Linked DNA regions of Pan troglodytes: region 2 is linked to region 1. A link is a contact called in public Hi-C data. All regions are on one chromosome and are shown on one strand. Each heading gives the region's core, a stretch centred on a gene start, on an enhancer-like site or on the middle of the called end of the contact. The rest is flanking DNA. Distances are from core to core; before and after follow the strand shown.

Evidence for each region. Hi-C and Micro-C count contacts between places; a contact is called where the count stands out from the background.
Region 2: a Hi-C map of induced pluripotent stem cells shows a contact between it and region 1, with 3 times the contacts expected there. The contact joins two enhancer-like sites. A contact is called at or near these places in 4 of 7 Hi-C or Micro-C datasets (blood, induced pluripotent stem cells and stem cell-derived neural progenitor cells) and 1 of 1 other capture datasets (stem cell-derived neural stem cells).

What each region holds. Positions count from the first base shown.
Region 1 is chr1:169,960,683-169,966,572 of NHGRI_mPanTro3-v2.0_pri, forward strand. No RefSeq gene overlaps it. Among named protein-coding and RNA genes, the nearest start is that of NFIA, 35 kb to the left of the region's middle. Within about 2 kb of position 1,684, at least 10 of the 24 cell types and tissues checked have an H3K27ac peak or open chromatin away from gene starts, as enhancers often do. A contact at or near this core is called in induced pluripotent stem cells, where this site is marked.
Region 2 is chr1:170,151,880-170,158,280 of NHGRI_mPanTro3-v2.0_pri, forward strand. The region is part of intron 1 of LOC107966870; the gene reads left to right. Among named protein-coding and RNA genes, the nearest start is that of NFIA, 230 kb to the left of the region's middle. Within about 2 kb of position 3,577, at least 2 of the 24 cell types and tissues checked have an H3K27ac peak or open chromatin away from gene starts, as enhancers often do. A contact at or near this core is called in induced pluripotent stem cells, where this site is marked.

The DNA.
Region 1 (5,890 bases), core at 434-2,933:
AAGTATTTAGGCCCAAGGACATTGTCTCATTTAACCCTGTGTAATCCTCACAATACCAAGGCGTAATTATCCCCATTTCACGGAGGGAAACAGAGACTCATAGTTACAATTCCAAAGAGGCTTGGATAGGGCTGCTTCTGTGCTAGTCTGGCCCCAAAGCCAGTAGATTATCCGTTAGATTCTGGGCCCCTCAGCCTTCTCAGTCTGGGCTTGATTTACTTGTCCAACTTTATCTTCCAACCGGAATGATTGGCTCTTTTTTTTTGACAACGTCATCTCGAACTTTATTAAGTATCTGTTTTCTAGGCAGAGCCTACATAGAACAACCTCTGAACTGCAATGGACTCACGGAGATGTCCACACACAGATGCTCTGAGACTCCACTAGCCAATTCCAATACCCATCCTTGATTTGTTTACTCAGCTTTGCTGCATCTATTTGGATACTTAATCTAACCAATTTGTCCCTTTTTTGAATTTTTCTCTCGCTAATCAGCTTGCAAGATCCTATTCTCATTCTCAGTAAGCGCTGCTGGTGCCTGATTCAGTGCTCCGCACGTTGTTGTCTCTCAAGAAATCCTTGCTGGTTGCTTGTAAGGCACCCACTCTCCCTCCTTCCCTTCCCATCCTCTCCCCCAACAAAAGCTGGTGCAGAAACATCCCAAAAGGGGCCAGGTTCCACGTGCTTCGTCCCCTTCCTCTGTCCCCTCACTGTCACCCACCAGGCCCCAAATATAAAAGGCGAAAGGCGCCGTTGCAATCAAAGCCTCAAAACAAAAGGCTCAAGGGGCGACTTTATTGACTCAGCCCCAACCAACTCAAACTTCCCCGTAGTCAGAATGTTCTTTCCCGCCACTACCCTGTCTTCCTGGAGCTGAACTTAAGACTCTTGGTCTGGCACTCGAAAACGCGTGAGGGGTGTGTGTGTGTGTGTGTGTGTGTGTGTGTGTGTGTGTGTGTGTGTGTGTTGGGGGGAAATGGGAGAGGATAGCAATAGTGCCGAAGGTGGAGGCAGGGGGGTGCGGGGAGAACGTTTCCCAGGGAACCTGAGAGCCCCAGATCTCGCGGCTGGCGACTTCCAACTCTCTCAAAGAAAGCCGCGGGCCTAGCTCGTTCATCAGTGTCACATTTCAATGGCAGCGCGGGGCGGCCTCAGCCAGGTGCCCGCGCGGGGCCGCGCGCCTTCCCGGCACGGCTCGGCCCGTCGGCGATTCAGACACCGCCAACCCACAAAGCCCAGACGGGAGCCCGGGGCTTGGGGAGGCCCCAAAGGCCCTGCGCGCCTCTCCTTCCTGCCGCCCCCACTACCCGGGGCTCCTTCGCGGCCTGCCGCCGGGCAGTGTGGGCCGAATTCGGGCCTCTGTGGCTGGAGCCTGGCCGTCCCCGCGCCCCGCTGCCGTCGTGGCTTGGGGGTTCTGTCCTTCCTGCCTTCGAAGATCAGGTCCCTCCTCGCCCTCCACGCTGGTTCCCCCGGGAGCCACTGTCTGGGGCCAGGGGAGCCGGGCTTTCTGATCGCAGCCCAGCTCTGCGCGACAGCGGGGCCGCGGACACAGCGTCCGCAGAGCGGCAAGGCACTTTCTAAACTCGGGGATCTTTCAGTTTGCGAACAGGGTGGCGAGTAGAACTCTACCCCCAGCGCCACTGCTTTTACCCGGCCGCCGCGAGCTGACACCAGAGGGCGCCGTTTTAATGCGCTTCGGGCAAGGACGCAGCTCCGGGAGCGCTCCGGCGTCGAGGCCGGGCTCGGATCTCGGGACTCGCTGCGGCGCCCTCTCCCCTAGGGCGCTCGGCCTGGGGTGCAACAGCGAGCCCCGCTTCCCTCTTCGCGAGGGGAGGTTTACTGCACTGGATTGCGCCCTGGCTTTGCACAGAATGAGGGTTCCTTGCAGCCGTCCGGGTGACGAGGAGGAGTGGCCCCTACCTGAAGCCGTGCCCCCGCCTAACTGCTAAAGAACACGTCTGCAGGCGTTGTTCAATTGCGAACGACTAATTAATTTTCCAGCACTTGTGCGGAATACTTTAAAATGGAAAAATGAAGGTCTTCGATGAAAATGAAGCTTGATAGTGTGCACCTGCCACTAATGTACGGTGCACGGCAACTTCCCCTCATTAGAGCGATGACTTGGGTTGAGAACAAGTCATATAGTGAAAATCACTTCAACACGTGCCTGTTCATATGCATAAACTCCTGTGTACCAGATGGCAAAATATAATGACATCTTAAACAGCTAATTGCATAAACCTTGTAATGCAGATAATTGCTGTACCAAAGTAGGAGTTAATAATTTCCCACTGTATTGCTTGACTTCAGAGTAATCCTCAAGGAAAGTTGTGACAATTCTAACACACTAAAGTTCACCAAGAGGTAATTAAAACTAGCAGTTAAATCATTTGACTTTCAAACCCTTAATTATGATTCGGAAGAACTGCTTTGTGGAAACCCAGAATTTACGGATGGTTATGTGATAACATTTAATGCCTGTATTTCATCAAGTTTTCTTTCATATATTTTATTCTGGAAAGTTATTCCAATAGCAAGAGGTTTCCATTTTGGGGTAAGAGTGGTTAACTGCCACCCCCAGATGGATCTGTTGATTTTTTTCAATTAAACATTTATTTATAGAGCCCCTTCTACAATAACTAACTCCAAGCCTTACCATGTGCCTGGCATTGTTCTAAACTTTACAGGTATTATCTCATTTAATCCTCAAAGCAACCATCTGAAATGTGTACCACTGTCATCTTCATTCTCCAGATTAGGAAGCCCAGACATAGAGATGCTAAGTAATTTGCTCAAAGTTGTCTAGAAGTCACTTTCCCAAACTCCTACGGTCTGACCCCAGAGCTCATGCTATTTACCGCTGTAATCTACTGTCTCATGGATTAAACCAGGGCCTTAATAATTTAATATTTCTTTTCTTTTCTTTTTTTTTTTGAGAAGGAGTCTCGCTCTGTCGCCCAGGCTGGAGTGCAGTAGTGTGATCTCGGCTCACTGCAAGCTCCGACTCTCAGGCTCACGCCATTCTCCTGCCTCAGCCTCCTGTGTAGCTGGGACTACAGGCGCCCACCAGCACACGCGGCTAATTTTTTCTATTTTTAGTAGAGACGGGGTTTCACCGTGTTAGCCAGGATGGTCTCGATCTCCTGACCTTGTGATCCGCCCTCCTCCCAAAGTGCTGGGATTACAGGCGTGAGCCACCGCGCCCAGCCAATAATTTAATATTTCTAATTATTGTCTAATAATATTTAGAAATAAAACTAAAGTAACATAATTGGAGTATAAAAGTCAGTTGACAGGTAGATGTCTTTGCTGAATTTATCGGTTTATGTCACGATACATTCCAGAAGCAGCTATCTGCTATTTCCACAGGGTAATTCCACAACAGTGGAAATACACCAAGAAAAATAAGCCTTTGAAACTAAGTTTTTATTTCATCAATACCTAGTTTAGAAGGCATGTGTGTCAAATATTGTATGTTCTTATTCATAAGTGAGTGTTAAAAATGTGTACACATAGACATACAGAGTGGAATGATGGACAGTGGATACTCAGACAGGTGAGAGAATAAGGGTGGGGGGTGATAAGAAATTAGTTAATGCATACAATATACATTATTCCGGTGATTGATAGCCTAAATGCCCTGACTTGACCACGTTGCAATCTATGCATGTAACAAAGTTGCAGCTGGGCACCATGGCTCACGCCGATAATCCCAGCACTTTGGGAGGCCAAGACTAACAGATCACTGAGGCCAAGAGTTTTAGACCAGCCTGGCCATCATGGTGAAACCCCATCTCTACTAAAAATACAAAAATTAGCCAGACGTGGTGGCAGGCGCCTGTAATCTCAGATACTCTGGAGGTTGAGGCAGGAGAATCGCTTGAACCCAGCAGACAGAAGTTGCAGTGAGTCAATATCGTGTCACTGCACTACAGCCTGGGCAACAGAGTGAGACTCCATCTCAAAAAAAAACAAAACAAAGCAAAACAAAACGAACAGAAAAACAAAAAAGTTGCACACATACACCATAAATTTGTACAAAAAATGAAAAGCATGTGTGGCTTAATGTTTCTCTTTCTTCATCTTCAAATAAGACTAAAATTAGGCTTCCCGGGATATATAATAATGAGCATAGAACAAAATACTCTTTATAAAGTACACAGAGAACCATAGCCTTCCTTCTCCATATTAATATTGTAGAATTTCTCTTTCCTCAGTTTGGGTAGATGTATGGGGGCATAAAACGAGAGATGCCAGCTACCTCCTTAGTATAGGGGCCATATAGCATTGGAAAGCCCATCATTAGAGATTACTTTCTGTGAGTTGAGTGCCATCTCATTTGTTTTTATGGCTGCATCATATTCCATGTCAATAAACCAACTTTTATACAGACTCCCAGCAGAGGAAATGGTTGGTGGTTTATTGCTAAGCTCCTAAATCCCTCTGGTCTCTGAACTGATGGCTTATTTTCCTTATTAAGGGAGAAATCAGTTACAATCATGGCAAAATCCAGGACAGAAAACTTTAAAAATCCTTTTAAAATTGTTTTAAGATGGTAAATCTCATTTATGTTGGTATGCGACTAATTGCTTAGTAGCTCCAATCTGGTTGTAGGAAGGGAAAAATATCACTCTCTAACACTGCTAGTAGAAATGTACATTGGTAATCCTCTTCTGGAGGGTAACTTGTCAGTATATATAATGCCTTATATCTTCTGATTATCCGTTCTACTTTTAGGAGTTAATCCTAAGGAAATAATCATGAACTGTTCAAATATTTAGCAAAATAATGTTTGTGACAATGGTTTTATAATGTTGAATATTGGAAAAATTCTGATATTCAATAATTGTTTAAGTGAATTGTGGTATATACATACCTTGGAAAACCATGCAACCATCAAGATGTTGTGATATATTAAATGAATAAATTATGTTATAAAATAGTAAGTACCGCATGATCTCATTTTTGTTAAAAATGTTTGTATATATACATAGAAAATAGACCAGTAGGAAATATATTTTAGAAAAGTGGAATTATAAGTGATTTCTATTTTCTTCCTTTCCATGTTTATATTTTCTAAATTTTTATTTTATTTTATTTTATTTTTGAGACGAAGTCTTGCTCTGTTGCCCAGGCTGGAGTACAGTGGCACAATCTCAGCTCACTACAACCTCTGCCTCCCTGGTTCAAGCAATTCTTCTGTCTCAGCCTCCCAAGTAGCTGGGACTACAGGCGCATGCCACCACGCCTGGCTTATTTTTGTATTTTTAGTAGAGATGGGGTTTCATCATGTTGTCCAGGCTAGTCTCGAACTCCTGAGCTCAAGTGATCTGCCTGCCTTGGCCTCCCAAAGTGCTGGGATTACAGATGGTAGCCACCGTGCCCGGCCATGTATTTGCTAAATTTCTAAAAGTGGGAATGTCTAACTTTCATAATAAGGAAGCAATCATAATAAGAAAACATAATAAGAACATAATGTAAAATTATTTACAGTCATGCATTGCCTAATGACTGCATATATGATAGTGGTCCCATAAGATGATAACAGAGCTGAAAAATTCCTATTGCCTAGTGATGCCATAGCTGTCCTAACATCCTCGCACAATGCATTACCTTTTCTATGTTTGGAAACACAAATAATTACCACTGTGTTACAATTTTCTATTCAGTACAGTAACATGCTGTCCAGGTTTATAACCTAGGAGCAATAGGCTATACCATATAGCCTAGGTGTGTGGTAGGCTCTACCATCTATGTTTGTGCAAGTACACTCTATGATGTTCACACAATGACAAAATTGCCTAGTGATGCATTTCTCAGATTGCATCCCCATTGTTAAGCAATGCATGACTGTATATTAAAAACAAAATCAACAGAGCAGAGTGTACAT
Region 2 (6,401 bases), core at 2,327-4,826, 190 kb after region 1:
TTCTATTTCCAGAATTTTAAATGATGTTTATGTAATTATGCATAAATAAAATATATGTGATTTGATGCTACATACCAAAAGACTTAAAACTCTTCAAATTCTTCAAATTCTGTTTTTTTGAGACGAAGTCTTGCTCTGTCGCCCAGGGTGGAGTACAGTGGTGCGATCTTGGCTCCCTGCAACCTCCGCCTCCCGGGTTCAAGTGATTCTGCTGTCTCAGCCTCCCGAGTAGCTGGGATTACAGGCATGCGCCACCACACCTGGCTAATTTTTTGTATTATTTTAGTAGAGATGGGGTTTCACAGTGTTAGCCAGGATGGTCTTGATCTCCTGACCTCATGATCCACCCGTCTCAGCCTCCCAAAGTGCTGGGATTACAGGCGTGAGCCACTGCTCCCAGCCAAAAATCTTCAAATTCTTAAACTCAATTCTACCTCTAGTATACTACCATACACATTGTTCAACCATTATATACACGGATATATGTTCATTTTAGTATTATTTGAAGTGGTGAACAAATTTAGAAAAAAATCTTCTGCATGGCATGACTACTTCAGAGCATATTATGTAGTCATGAAAGAAAATGTTATTTACAAATGGAAAATTCTTATGCTATAATATTGTGAAAAAAGCATGAGACAAAATTGAACATACAGAATGAGCACAATTTGGTGAAAACCCAACAATCTGTTCTTTAAGAGACAGAAGACACATTCCAGTGTTAAGAGTTGTTTATATAATTGGTAGGATTATAAATTTTTTCTCCTTTTTTGTTTCTGTGCAATTTCAAAAGTTCGTTTAATTAATGTTAATAAATAATAAACAATGTTAACAAAAGTTCATTAATAAATAATGAAAACAACTTTGATATTAAAAAACCATTGAAACTGGAAATCTATTGGCTGGTGATTAGGCTTAAAAACTCCCTCTCCTTCCATAGCTCATTTGTGGGTACCTTCATCTGTTTCCTTTTATGGTTATCTGGGTGTTTTCCAGATTAGGCACAAGAACTTTAGTGAAAATGCAAAGAACACTGAGCTGGGAATCAGGAGATGTGGATTGTAGCCAGGGCCATGCCATTAACTCACTGTGTGCTTCGGGGTGAATGCATTTTCCTCCCAGGGCCTCGGTTTCTGTGTCTATAAAATGAGGAGCTCTGGTTCCCTCCCACCCAACACAACTCAACACACATAGTTCTACTTTTATGGTTTTGTTATTGGGTTTACTGGAAAATTTTAAGTGAAAAATTATTCCTCTGTTAGTTAAAGTTTTAAAAACCGTTGGAATGGATGATCTAGATTAGTATAGATGACTAACTGCTTTTAGATTGTAGCTATTGTTTATATCTCTCTTTAAAAATTTATTTTTTATTGTGTTGAAAAACATAAAATCTACCTTATTAACCATTTTTAAGTGTACAGCACAGTATTGTGAACTATATACACATTGTTGTACAGCAGATCTCTAGAACTTTTTCTTCTTGCATGACTGAAACTCTATGACCATTGATCAGCAACTCCCCATTTTTTCCTAACCCCATCCACTTTGAGGTTTTTAATTACTGATTCAATTTTCTTACTAGTGATAGGTTTGTTCTTACTAGTTTAGGTTTGTTCTTTTTATTTCTTCAGCATTCAGACTTGGTAGGTTAAATGTTCAGGAATATCCATTTCTTCCAGGCATATAATTTGTTGGCATATAATTTTTGTTAGTTGTATCTTATAATTATTTTTATTGATGTAGCATCAATTGTAATATTTCCTCTTTCATTTTTGATTTTATTTAGGTCTCCCTCTTTTTTTCTTAGTATAGCTAAAGGTTTGTCGTTTTTGTTGATCTCTTAAAAAGCCAACTCTCAGTTTCATTGATTTCTTTCTGTTGTTTACTATTCTCTATTTCTGTTATTTCTGTTATAATCTTTGTTTTTTCCTTCATTTCTGCTAACTTCGGTTTTAGTTTGCTTTTATTGTTCCTTAAAGTTCTTATAGTTCCTTAAGATATAAAGTTAGGTTATTTATTTGAGATCTTTCTTCTTTTTTAATGTAGGCATTTATCACCATAAACTTTCTTCTTAGTATGACTTTTGCTTATTTGCATAAGTTTTGGTGTGTTGTGGTTTTGTTTTTATTTGTCTTAAGATATGTTCTAGTTTTCCTTTTAATTGCTTCTTTGGTTCCTTGGTTGTCCAGAAGTATATGATTAACTTCATGTACTTGTGAATTTCCCAGTTTTCCTTCTGTTATTGATCTCTAGTTTTCATTCCATTGTGGTTGGAAATTGGTATGATTTCAGTCTTTTCAAATGTGCTAATACTTGTTTGGTAGCCTAATATGTGATCTATACTGGAGAATGTCCATGTGAATTTGAGAAGCATGTGAATTCTGCTGCTATTGGGTGGAATGTTCTTTATCTGTCTATTAGATCTATCTGATTTATAGGGTTGTTCAAGTTTACTCTTTTCTTATTGATTTTCGGTCTGGATGTTCTAGCCATAATTGAAAGTGAGGTATTCAAATCTTCTACTATGATCGCATTGCTGTCTGTTTCTCCTTCAGTTTTGTTAATATTTGCTTCATGTATTTGGGTGCTCTGATGTTGCGTGCATATACATTTATAGTTGATTTATCTTTCTGGTGAATTGGCCCCTTTTTATAATTATATGATGTCCTCTTTTGTCTACTGTGTCAGTTTTTGACTTAAAGCTTATTTTTTCTGTTATAAATATAGCTACCTCTGCTATATTTTGGTTACCATTTTCATGGAATATATTTCTTCTATCCTTTTCTTTCAGCCTGCGTATGTCTTTAAATCTAAAGTGAGTTTCCCATAGGCAGCATATAGTGAGATCTTGATTTTTAAAGATCCATTCAGCCACTTGATGTCTTATGATCGGGAATTTAATCCATTTACATTTAAAGTAATTACTTATAGAGAAGGACTTAAGATTGACATTTTGTTAATTGTTTTCTGTCTTGTAGCTTTTTGTTCTTTTTCTTTCTCTCTTTGTGTTGTCATTTTGGTAGTGACATGTTTTGAATAATTTCTTAATTTCCTTTATGTATCTTCTATGTGTATTTTCTTTGCAGTTAACGTGATGCTTACACAAAACACTTATAGTTATAACAACCTACTTTAAGCTGATAACAACTTAACTGCAATCACATACAACTTTACTCTTTAACTTCTTTCTCCTTCACACTTTGTGTTAACTCTTATACTATAATTAAAAGTGATTTGTGGACCACCATTACAATATTCTGTATTCGTTTATAGATTTACCTTTACCAGCAAGCTTTATACTTTCACATGTTTTTGTGTTGCTGTTTAGCATCCTTTTCTTTCAACTTGAAGGACACTCTATAGCATTTCCTGGAAGTCTAATGGTGAGGAACTCCTTCAGCTTTTATCTGGGAAATTCAGTGTTTCTGCTTCATTTTTGAATGTCAGTTTTGCCATATTCTTTTTTTTTTTTTTTTTACTTTTAGCACTTTGAATATATTCTCTTATTTCCTGCTGGCCTGCAAGGCTTCTGCTGAGAAACCCATTGATATTCTTATGTAGAATCCTTTTCATATGGTGAGTAGCTTTCCTCTTCCCACTTTCAAAATTCTCTCTTTGTCTCTGACTTTTGGCAATTTGATTGTAATGTAGACTTTTACAAGTTTATCTTAATTGGGATCCTTTAGGCTTCTTTTATCTGTATGTCCATTTCCTTCCCCAAATTTGGGAAAATTTCAGCCATTGTGTATTCAAATAATCTTTACGCCATTCTCAATCTCTCCCTCTCTCTTTCCCTCATTTCCTTCTGGAATAGCCATAATGTGTAATTAGTCTGCTTGATGGGGTTCCGTAAGTCCCTTAGACTTTCATCATTCATTTTCATTTCTTTTTCCTTTTGTTCTTCTGACTAGGTAATCTGAAATGATCTGTTTTTGAGCTTGTTGATTCTTTTTTTCTGCTTCATCACTTTTATTTTTGAACCCCTCTAGTGAAATTTTCAATTCAGCTCTTGTGTTTTTAAGCTCCAAAATTGCTGTTGTTTATTTAAAATTTTTTCTCTTTGTTGATATTCTCATTTTGTTCATTTATCATTTTTCTAACATCTTTGTGATGGTTATTTTGAATTCTTTGTCAGGTACTTCATATACCTCTATTTCTTTAGGGTTGGTTACTAGAGATTTATTTTGTTCCTTTGATTGAGATATGTTTCCCTATTTCTTTATGTGTTTTGTAAGTATACTGGTATTCATGCATTTGAAAAACAGCCATCTCTCCTAGTCTTTACTCACTGACTTCATACAGGGAAATAACTTCACCAGTTATTTCAGCTAGAGGTTGTGAGGGCCTCTCACATCTTTTCTGGAGATGTGTTTTCTCTGGTTTCTCCCAATTAGAGAGGTTTGCAAGTTGTTTTTTTCAGAGCTTGTAATCTCTTGCTCCCTCTGGTGTCTATCTGTAGTATTATAAGTTTTCTGGTGCAACCACAAGCAACTGAGTTTTTAGGTTTTTTTTTTTTTTTGGTCCCTGTGGCCCTAAGCAAACAAGGTATGTTGGTTTCCCATTAGGACTCTGAATCAGATGAGGCAAAAACTCGTCCCTCAGGAAGCCCCCTGAAAAGGCAGAATGCTAGACACACATACCACCCTCCTGTTTTTTCCCAGGGAAAAAGCCACAGCTAGGTGCTTACTCTTGATTACAACAAGCCCTGCTAATTTCTATCTGTGATATTACAAGTTCTCTGGCACTGCCACAAGCCCCTGACTCTCTTTTGCTCTCTGTGGCTCCCAGGCATCCAATGTATGTCAGTTCCCATGAATCTTCCGAGTCAGGTGAGACAGAAACCAGTTCCTTGGGCAGCCCCTCAAAAGCTGAAACTTTGAACATACATTTCATTCTTTTCTCTACCTGTCACAAAAGAAGATGTATGTTGGGCTTTTCCTCCCAGAGATGTGCTGGCTTGGGGGAGGGGCTGACATAGTTAATGAAATAAATTTCTTATCCATTTCAATGCAGCTGCTCTTGGCTTTGAGATTGCCTGGGGGTATTGTGACTTCCTAACTGATTTCTAGGTTCTCATAAAAACTTTTTGTCTGTGTATTGTTGTTTAGTTAATGTTTCTGTAGGGGAATGGGGTCTGGGGTTTCCTATTCCCCCATCTTGATGATGTCATTCTTCTATATCTCTTAAATAATGAGAAATTAAAACTTGCTCACTCCACACTCATATGTGCAAAGACACACACACCTTATTATCCTACCTATGGCCTCCTTTTTATTTACGCAGTTCTCCCCCTAATGTATCCTCTCTCTCAGCGTTGCCCAGCAAGTATGCCCCAAGGTCCTATGAATAGGTTTAATAACATCTTTAGACCTAAGCCATAGGAATCCCTGCTCTAGACCTTGTATTGAAAGATAATACATACCACAAATACAAAAAGACAGATTTATTTAAGAGCACATGGGCACCTCTGTCACTCAGGATCTGGTGTTGAGGGCTGACATATGCAACCGTAAACATTTGTTCTTACAAGTAACATCTTCTGGACCTCAAGGAAAAACTTTTTTTTTTTTTTTAAGTATCTCTTAATATACGTCCCTGAAACGTGCTTTAAAGGTTTGTGGTTTGTGTCATTGCCAATGTTGAAGCTAGTCCCTATTTTAGAATGTGGGAAATATTTGAACAACCGAAGCATTTAGGTAAAAGAAGAGGCGAATTAGTCAATTTGTCAAATCTTTCTTTTCAAAAAGCTTTAATATGGATATTCCTGCTCAATAAAGAATCATTTCCCAGTGACATATAGGGTACTTTCTCTTGCTTCTCTGTCTTCTGGTTCTGGAGATACATCAGTAGGTATGGTATTTGTAGCAGTTACAGGTGGCAGATGAAGAACTATTAACTTTGTAATAGTTAAAATTTATGTTACCCTGAAATTTATATATAGGAAGAAGTAACATGTACGATGTCTGACACTGATTCTTCACCTTTCTATTAAATCTGGTTACTGTTTTTAAAATGGTGAAAATCATGAGACAAGTGATAATTTATACAATGAAATTATAATAGTTTGTAAAGCTTTCTATGATAGTGATAATTTATCATATGTAATCCCACTATAATGTTTGCATATTCTACCTAAAATTTAAAGATCTTTCTAAATCTAAGATAATCATCTAATTATTTTAATAATTTTATTGATAATTCCAGTTTCTCCTGCCTCTGAAGAGTGAGTTTTCTCTAAACTGAAATTAGTATAAACTTACCTAAGGACTACAGTGACTCAGGAATAATTGTGTAATTTGGTGTTACTACTAAAGGAACAAAAATTATATGACAATCTTGATTATAATAGCATAAATTTTTTTTTTGCCAAAATGAAGGAAAGAAAATTTTGTGGAATTAGT